Linked DNA regions of Sus scrofa: region 2 is linked to region 1. The links are chromatin contacts, called in public HiChIP or PLAC-seq maps. All regions are on one chromosome and are shown on one strand. Each heading gives the region's core, a stretch centred on a gene start, on an enhancer-like site or on the middle of the called end of the contact. The rest is flanking DNA. Distances are from core to core; before and after follow the strand shown. Region 1 overlaps CDK15 (cyclin-dependent kinase 15). Region 2 overlaps KIAA2012.

Region 1 (4,202 bases), core at 960-3,459:
CCTTAAAATCCATGGTCTTGATGAGGGCCACTGTTCTCAAGGCGCACAAACTGGCCCTGGTGGCTGCTCTGTCTTCCTCTGTTTTTCCTTTCAATTTTCCTGGTAGCTTTGTTTTCCCTGTCTTCTTGTCCATGTCCTATCTGTCGATCTGTCTCTCAACCCACTTCTGCCATTTCTGCCCCCGCCCCTCACACACACACACACACACACACACACACACACACACACACACACACACATACACACACACTCGATCTGCCCCCCTTCCCCTGTCTCTTGGCGCTGGCCCTTTCATCTTCTCCCTCGGGGATTCGAGATGTCGCTGCAGGAAGTGCTTGTCGGCCGAGGCAGCAGCAGCAGAGCCCTGTGGCTTTGACAAACCTCATTTAATTGGGAGGAAGCCAGGAGAATTTGAAAGAACTGAAACATCCACGAAACTCCTTTTATCAGGCATAATTTAAACTCTGCATGGAAAAACCCCTATATGTATAAAGAAAAGTCAACTTCCCTCCTGCTGTGAGCACTCCTCGTCTCCCCCCCAGCACAGGCAGGCTCCTGCAAGATTCCATCTTTTCATTTTTCTAAAAGTGTCAAAGTAGATTTGGGCTCTGTGGCTGGGTGAACAGAGAAGGAATACAGATCGGTTTGGTCCCTCTCATAGACCCACATGTGCAAGTGCTCTCTCTCTCTCTCTCTCTCTCTCTCTCACACACACACACACACACACACACACACACAGAGTCCCTCTGATGGTGGCTTTGCTTTAGGTGACCAGCAAGAGGCAAAACCCAAGTTTCTAACTACACATCAGTTTGCACCGGGATTGTTTTCTCCTAATTACTCTCCTTCAAGGAAAAGCCGTGCCCAGAAAACTCTGAAGATTCCCAGTGGTTCTCTACGTAGAATAATAGAAGAGGAGCCCCTGGGAGAACTTTCTTTAAATGCAGAGAGGGTGTGAGTGTGTGTGTGTGTGTGTGTGTGTGTGTGTGTGTGTATCTGTCCTCCCCCAGTGTGTATACTTGGGTGGAGTGGTACTTAGAAGTCCCAAGCCTGAGAGAAGAAAGCTATGAAGGGGGGGATGTAGGAGCTCAGACTGGGAAGGTGATAGCGGATGGGAGTTGGGGAGGGGTGGGGATGAAGCTGGGAGTGAGTACCAGAAAGGGACTAAGAACTGTAGGTCGCCTGGAATGTCTTTTACTCTACCCACATGCCAAGCCATTCTACCCACATGTCCCTCCCTTGCTTCCAAATTCCACTCCAGAGTCACCTCCAGTCTAATCCATCTTACTTGAGTTATTCTGGTTCCTCCAAAGAATTGCCTTTAGCACACACATATTCTCTGAACATCTGCAGCTGATTACACACAGACTTTTAGCTGTTTAGATATGATTTGTGCTAATATGTGTACGAGGGTGTCCTGTTTCCTCTTCCTCGCCCTCTTTTCCTCCCACTTCATGGGATCTTTGAGGTCAAGGACAAGCCTTTTTTTTCCCTCCAATTTTATCACACTTAATATGTTCTTGACACTTAATGGCAACTTAATAAATACAGCTGACCGACTCTTTTCACAGGGTTAAGTAAGACATTAACCCCAGTTGTATGATTATGGTTATTTTTGGAGATCCTAAGTGACTCACTTTCATTAAAAAAAAAAACAAAAAACAAAAAAAACAACCCACAAGAAGTCCCAAACTAAGAGCTTAGGACTGATGCAGGACCACGTCCCGAACACTGCAGAGCTGCATCTGCAAAGCCTGGAGACTTGGTCCCCGTCATGTGCCACTGTCTCTTGGACAGAAGCTCCCACCGCATCCCCTTTCTCACTCCACTCCACCCATCTCAGGACCCTCTTCGCAATCTGAGCCCCCTGGACTTTCCTTAATGGCTTTTTTTCCTCTCTGGCTTAGGACTTCAAAAAATTGTTCTCAGTTGAATGGTGGATGTTTTCAAAGAAATGCCACCTAAGGAGGGTCCCCCACAAACAGGCGGGGCCATGACTGCATTGCCCACATCCTCTGAACAGCCTCTCCCAGCCACATTCTGAGAAACAGGAGGAACACTCCAGCCACATGATCCCTCAGCAGTTTTCAGATTTGGAGGATGACTTCAGGCCCAGGCAGCAAAGCTGATTCTCAGGGTAACTTGTGTTTCCCGTGGGCGTCCAGCCTGGCCGGACGCTCCACTCGCCCCATACCCCACCCCGTGCTTCCTTGGGCAGCATCAGATTACCAATCAAGACAGGCCAGCTCTCCTCTCCTGACATATCCATGTCACCTATCATCTTACTCGCTGTGGAAAAAGAAAAGGGGGTTGTTAGGAACTTTGGTTTTGCTTCTCCTGGCAGATGCTGGCGGAAACAAACTCAGAGGAAACTTTCATCTCCTCTGATTTCTAAGTCTAGGTGTGTATATGGGAAAGGTTTGGATCATTACAAGCAGGTCTGTGTCATCTCAACCCTCGACTTTAGAGTTTTAGAAAATCTCAAACAAAAGGCAGGCAAGATGTGGTCCCCATCCTGCTTCTCCCAGCTCTCAGCTTGCAACTGGGTGCAAAGTTTACGACTCCAGTGCTCCGAGAAAACAGACACTGAAACTTATATGTGTATGTGCACGTGCATGCACACGCACACACACGCGCACACACGTACGTGCACACACGCACGTGCACAATAATTCGCTCACCGTCAGGAAGCTGGTGCAGCTGAGCTGGCAGCACACTGAAATAATCGTGAACCAGCGCTTCCTGGGCGGACACGCGGTCTCTGGGAAAGCCTTTCAGCATTTGGGAGGCCAGGTCTTCCGCTTCAGGAGCCCTGCACAACCTGGAAAAGCAGGAAAGAAAAAGGGTGTCTGCAAAAGCATGGGGGACAAAAGAAAAGTAGCGGAGGTGGCTAGAAGAGTTTCAAATAGAACTTTGCTGGGATTAGTAAAGTTTGGCAAGTAGAAAAATACCACCCCCCACCCCTGACACTCTTCCCTGTCTCATTACCAAGATGAGGGGGAAATGTCAGCATTCTGTCATTCACCCCCCGCCCCCGCCTCCACCCCCACTCCACTGCAGCTCTGGGTACCTTGTATACATAAAGGACCTGAAACTATGATCACAGAAACAGAAATACAGAGCTAAGGGTTCTTCTCTAAGGAACACAGTAGCCCCCAGCAAGCAGAAGAGTCCTGTTGGAAATATGCTCTAAGGGCAGCAAGCATAGAATCCTGGAAGGGGAAGAGGGAGAGAGGAGATTCTGGAGGGCGAAACTTGAGTGGAAAACGCCCTTATTCACAGTGTTTCTGAAGCTCAGCCCTCAGGATGATTCTCTAAGACTACTGGCTTTGTCTGAGATGGAGCACAGGACAGAAAGAACTAGTTCTTTAAATTACAGTAAGGACGACTCCTCAAGCTGGCCTTATGTTGAATTATAAATTTGGATTTGAGCAAATCCATTAGCTGAGCAACTACTAGGTGGGTGGTTGGATCTGGGAGATACAGGAAAGCCTGCCTTCCGGTAGCTTGATCCACTAGAGGAGCCAGACACTAATCAAATGATCACACAAATGCATAAGTGCAGCTATGAAGAAAAAGGTTCCGATACCTGACTTAGGAGAGGCTCGGGGAGGACTTTCTTGAGGAAGCAGCATTTGAGCTGAGAGCTAAAGATCTGGGGCAGGAGAAGGGCAGGCTTTGCAGGCCCCACAGTGGGAGGGAGAAGAGGGATTTTAAAGAAGGGAAGAAAGGCCAGTTGGCTGGCCTGGGACAAATCAGAAGAGAGGGGCCTGATATAAAGTTGGGGGGCAGGGGAGGGTGGAGGCTGAACCTGCAGGCCCTGTGGGTCGGCATGCTTCCTATGTACTTACAATGTCTAAAAGTCTTTGCTAATCTAGCCCCAGTCATTTAAGTACACCCAGCTCTAGAGCCCACCGACAGGTTTGCAAGTGGCAAGTACGAGACAGAAAACTGTGCTGATCCCGAGAGGCAATTAACTGCAGAAGTGATGGCTGACATTCAGAATTAAGTTGCATGGCCATGCACCTCCCCAGTTAAGCCAAACCAGATGGGCTTACGTAATGCCGAATGTATACATCAACGTGAAGTGACAAACACCTTTCCTCCCCAGGTGCCATGATGCAGTGATGCTGGAAGCCCTGGCCCAGAGTGGGAATTTGCCTTATTTTTGCATAAGATTTATATAGAGAACTTTCAGGTAT
Region 2 (4,289 bases), core at 796-3,295, 270 kb before region 1:
CTCCTTTTGGAGACAAAGCAGATTTGGCATGATGCAATAAAAAAATTTCATCCCTGAATAAATGGAAAAGCTTTTAAAAACAGATTGTAGGAAAAACCTGCCTTTCTAGTAAACTCCTAAATTAAAAGACTAGAAAAGAGATAAATTTAAAAAATCTTGTTTATAAATCCTTTTAGTCTAACAGGAAATGGGGATTAAAAGGGAGAAAATAGCTTCCTCCTTTGGAAGAATTTTAATGCCCGGAAGACTAAACCTTCTGTCTTTTTTTTTTTCTTAGGGCTGCATCCACAGCATATGGAGGTTCCCAGGCTAGGGGCTGAACCTGAGCTGTAGCTCCCAGCCTACGCCACTGCCACAGCAATGGGGGATCTGAGCCGCATCTGCAATCTACACCACAGCTCGCAGCAACCAGATCCTTAACCCACTGAGTGAGGCCAGGGATTGAACCTGCATCCTCATGGATGCTAGTCAGATTGGTTTCCGCTGAGCCATAACAGGAACATTCAATCTTAACAACATGTAGCTATGAGCCTTCAGGGGCAAGGACTATTCCTCTCATTCCACAGATGGGGAGACAGAGGCAGACTCAGGGATTTGGAAAGAATCTTTTGAGGAGTCCCTGTTATAAAAAGACGTAGTCTTAATTTGAAATTCTGCCTGTTGCTTAGAAAAGTGTCAAAAAGCTATCATATATGAACATACATGTGAAAAGACATATACCTAAATCATTCCTTGCAATAGATTGGAAACAACCTACATATTCAATCAATTGGGGACATATTGCATACATTATGGTAATTCGTACAACAGAATACTATGCAATCATTAAAAAGCATCTCAACACAGAATTTCAAGATACATTGAGTAAAAAAAGTAAGACTGTGAGCAATGTGTAAGAGATGTAGAAACATGTATAAAATACTTCTCTGTCTGTGTTTCTATCTTGTATTGGCCTCTATTTGCATACTGCAACTCAGGAAGGGCACACAGAAAACTAGCAACAGTGTGGTCCAAGGGGAAGGGAACCCAGCTGCTGGGAGACATACCTTTTTATACTTAAATTTTAAAAAACTCCTGAGTATATTTTGGATTCAAAATTTGAATTAAAAAAAGTAAAACTAGGAGTTCCCATTGTGACTTAGAAGGTTAAGAACCTGACTAGTATCGATGAGGATGAGGATGTGGGCTTGAACCCTGGCCTCGATCAGTGGGTTAAAGATCTGGCGTGGCATGGATCACAGATGCAGTTCGGATCTGGTGTTGCTGTGGCTGTGGTGTAGGCAGCTGCAGGTCTGATTCGACTCCTAGCGTGGGAACTGCCGTATGCTATGGATTCGGCCCTAAAAATACCAAAAAAAAAAAAAAAAGTAAAAAGTAAAACTAAAAAAAATGCTGTCACTTTTAATATCAGTTACAAAGGCGATGACTGAAACATAGGCAATAATACTTGGTGAGCAATATACACAGAAGGACTGAAAATTCAAATCCCAGCTCTGTTATTCTGGCCAAATCATTTGCTCTTTATCTGTTCCTTCTGCTTAGGAATATTTATTATTGAGTGTCTGTCGTGTGTCAGGTACTGTGCTGGGTACTGAGGCACAAGGCCGAGAGATCTATTTGTAGAGAATCCCTGTAGAGAAATGACTAGAAATCTCACGTTGCCATGCAGTGTGATAAATCTTGTGACAGATTATGACAGGTTTCTGCAGGACCTCGCGGGAGGTGAAGCTAAATTAGGCCAGGAAGGTTTGTTTACCAGTGGACACGGTGTTAAGTCTTGCAGAGAAGGGGAGGTAGGGCAGTTCCCACAGAGGAAACCGCAGGTACTGGTTTGTGGGGGAGGCTGGCGGGGCTGCAGAGCCTGGGCCGTGTGAATCAGACACCAGCCAGATCTTGAATGTTGCAGTCTGGAATTTTTTTTTTTTAATTCATTTGTTATATTTTTCTATTTATAAAAGCAATATATTTTTGATGCCAAGATTTAACAGGAAGGCCACTGGAGACGTGGTAGGAGTGTCCAGCAACCCAGTGGTATGACCCAGCTGTATTTAGAAAGGGCACTGGCAGCAGTGCGGTATTAGAGGGCTGGGGGGGTGGGGGTGGGCGCAGAGAGTAACAAACACGTTGTAAACACAAACAGCCACACTCAAACGAGACAGAAGACATAGCTGCCCCAGCTGTCAGGGTGCAGGTCCTGGCGTCAGACTGCCTGCTGTCTGCACTGAAGCCCTGACGCCCACACCTCATGCCTTTCAGCTCGTGTGAGATACTTAACCCCTAGCCTCAGGTTCTTTGTTCGACAGAGGCTGGGCCAGGTTGCCTGAAGTTCTCATCTGTTTTTGGAGAACCTTCCACCGGTCCTGCCCTCTACTCTCACCCACAGCCCCCCATCTGAGCGTGGTACTTCTAGGCCCACAGCCGGCTTTGATAAGGAACTATCAAAGCTCCCCATAGGATGGGGGAGCAGGGGCTGCAGGAGCCAGAGTTCGGCCATGTGCCGCATGACCTATCATTGAAGCTCAGCCTCTCCATCTGTGAAATGGGAATAAAAATAAATTTGGGAAATTCCCGTCGTGGCGCAGTGGTTAACGAATCCGACTAGGAACCATGAGGTTGCGGGTTCGGTCCCTGCCCTTGCTCAGTGGGTTAACGATCCGGCGTTGTCGTGAGCTGTGGTGTAGGTCACAGACGCGGCTCGGATCCCATGTTGCTGTGGCTCTGGTGTAGGCCGGCGGCTACAGCTCCGATTGGACCCCTAGCCTGGGAACCTCCATATGCCGCGGGAGCAGCCCAAAGAAATAGCAAAAAGACAAAAATTTAAAAAAAAAAAAAAATTTGTAGGGAGTTCTTAAAAGGCTTAATAAGGAAAATACATTTGGCAATTCCATGTAGCATATCATGTAATGTAATTTCAATGCCTTCCTAATGCTTGAAGGAAATCAGTATCTCGTGAGTTTCAACTTCAAGGGTGTACAAGTTTTCTTGTGTAGTAAAAAGATCTCACACTTATTCTTTCTTTCTTTTTGGCTTTTTAGGGCTGCACCTGCGGCATATGGAGGTTCCCAGGCTAGGAGTCGAATCAGGAGCTGTAGCTTCTGGCCTATACCACAGACACAGCAACGCGGGATCTGGGCCGCGTCTGCAACCTGCACCATGGCTCACAGCAACACCAGATCCTTAACCCACTGAGTGAGGTGAGGGATCCAACCTGCATCCTTATGGAGGCTAGTCAGATTCGTTTCCCTGAGCCACCATGGGAACTCCTCATACTCATTCTTAATAAAGAAAACTGAAATCATAAGGTATCTAATGTTATTAAGATTAAAATATATTATTATTTTTTTTTTGTCTTTTTTTTTGCCTTTTCTTGAGCCACTCCTGCGGGATATGGAGGTTCCCAGGCTAGGGGTCTAATTGGAGCCGTAGCCACCGGCCTATGCCACAGCCACAGCAACGCAGGATCTGAGCCGGGTCTGCAACCTACACCACAGCTCATGGCAACGCCGGTTCCTCAACCCACTGAGCAAGGCCAGGGATCGAACCCACAACCTCATGGTTCCTAGTCAGATTCGTTAACCACTGTGCTACGACGGGAACTCCTAAAATATATTATTAAGTTTCCACTCCTCTCTCAGATTCTGAAGCCAGAACAGGTATGTACAATTAAATTTTTCTCAGGAACAGACTAGATAGACATCAATATCAGGGATTGTGGGTTTGGTGGCTTTGAATCCTAGCTCCTTCTGCTGCCAGCCACATTACCCTTCATCATCTCATCTCACCAATCCTCTGTTTCCTCATCTGCAGCGTGGCAAACAGCACACTTAACAGGAAGGGTAGTGGGGAAATCAAATAAGGTTTAACATGTGAGAGACCTGGCTCTTAACAGGGATCGGCAAATGTTTTTTCCTGTCTCGTTTGTGAATTGACTCCTTTAGAGACGTGAAGATTCTTTGAACAGTATTATTTCATGTAATTCTCGCCTCACTGTTGAGAGGCAGGTGTGGAGGTCCCAGCATTATTATCTCCATTTAACTAAAGAGGAAGCAGAGTCCCAGAAGCATTACAAGTCACTCAGAGTCAGAGAACACCCAGGGCTTCCCAATTACTGGTCAGATACTTTGATATTGATAATAGTCCACCTAATCCTGGGCTTCTTTCTCTGGGAACTGGAACAGACTCAATGTCCCGAATATTTTTCCTGGCAAAATTGATTCAAGGGTTCTGGAATCACTGCATCTCGAAACCAGCCTGCAATCCCTCGGCACTTCTTTTGCCAGTGGTCAACA

The links. HiChIP or PLAC-seq counts read pairs in DNA pulled down with a chosen protein or histone mark.
Region 2: a contact with region 1 is called in an H3K27ac HiChIP or PLAC-seq map of skeletal muscle, with 4 times the contacts expected there. The contact joins two enhancer-like sites. A contact is called at or near these places in 3 of 47 Hi-C or Micro-C datasets (embryonic fibroblasts, fetal liver and skeletal muscle) and 1 of 2 datasets of contacts at active chromatin or transcription factors (skeletal muscle).

What each region holds. Positions count from the first base shown.
Region 1 is chr15:105,489,053-105,493,254 of Sscrofa11.1, reverse strand. It overlaps CDK15 (cyclin-dependent kinase 15), which reads right to left. Exons shown (of 14, transcript XM_021076193.1): 12 at 2,682-2,821. Among named protein-coding and RNA genes, the nearest start is that of CDK15, 90 kb to the right of the region's middle. Within about 2 kb of position 2,209, at least 5 of the 83 cell types and tissues checked have an H3K27ac peak or open chromatin away from gene starts, as enhancers often do. A contact at or near this core is called in skeletal muscle, where this site is marked.
Region 2 is chr15:105,762,472-105,766,760 of Sscrofa11.1, reverse strand. The region is part of intron 14 of KIAA2012; the gene reads right to left. Among named protein-coding and RNA genes, the nearest start is that of KIAA2012, 83 kb to the right of the region's middle. Within about 2 kb of position 2,045, at least 1 of the 83 cell types and tissues checked has an H3K27ac peak or open chromatin away from gene starts, as enhancers often do. A contact at or near this core is called in skeletal muscle, where this site is marked.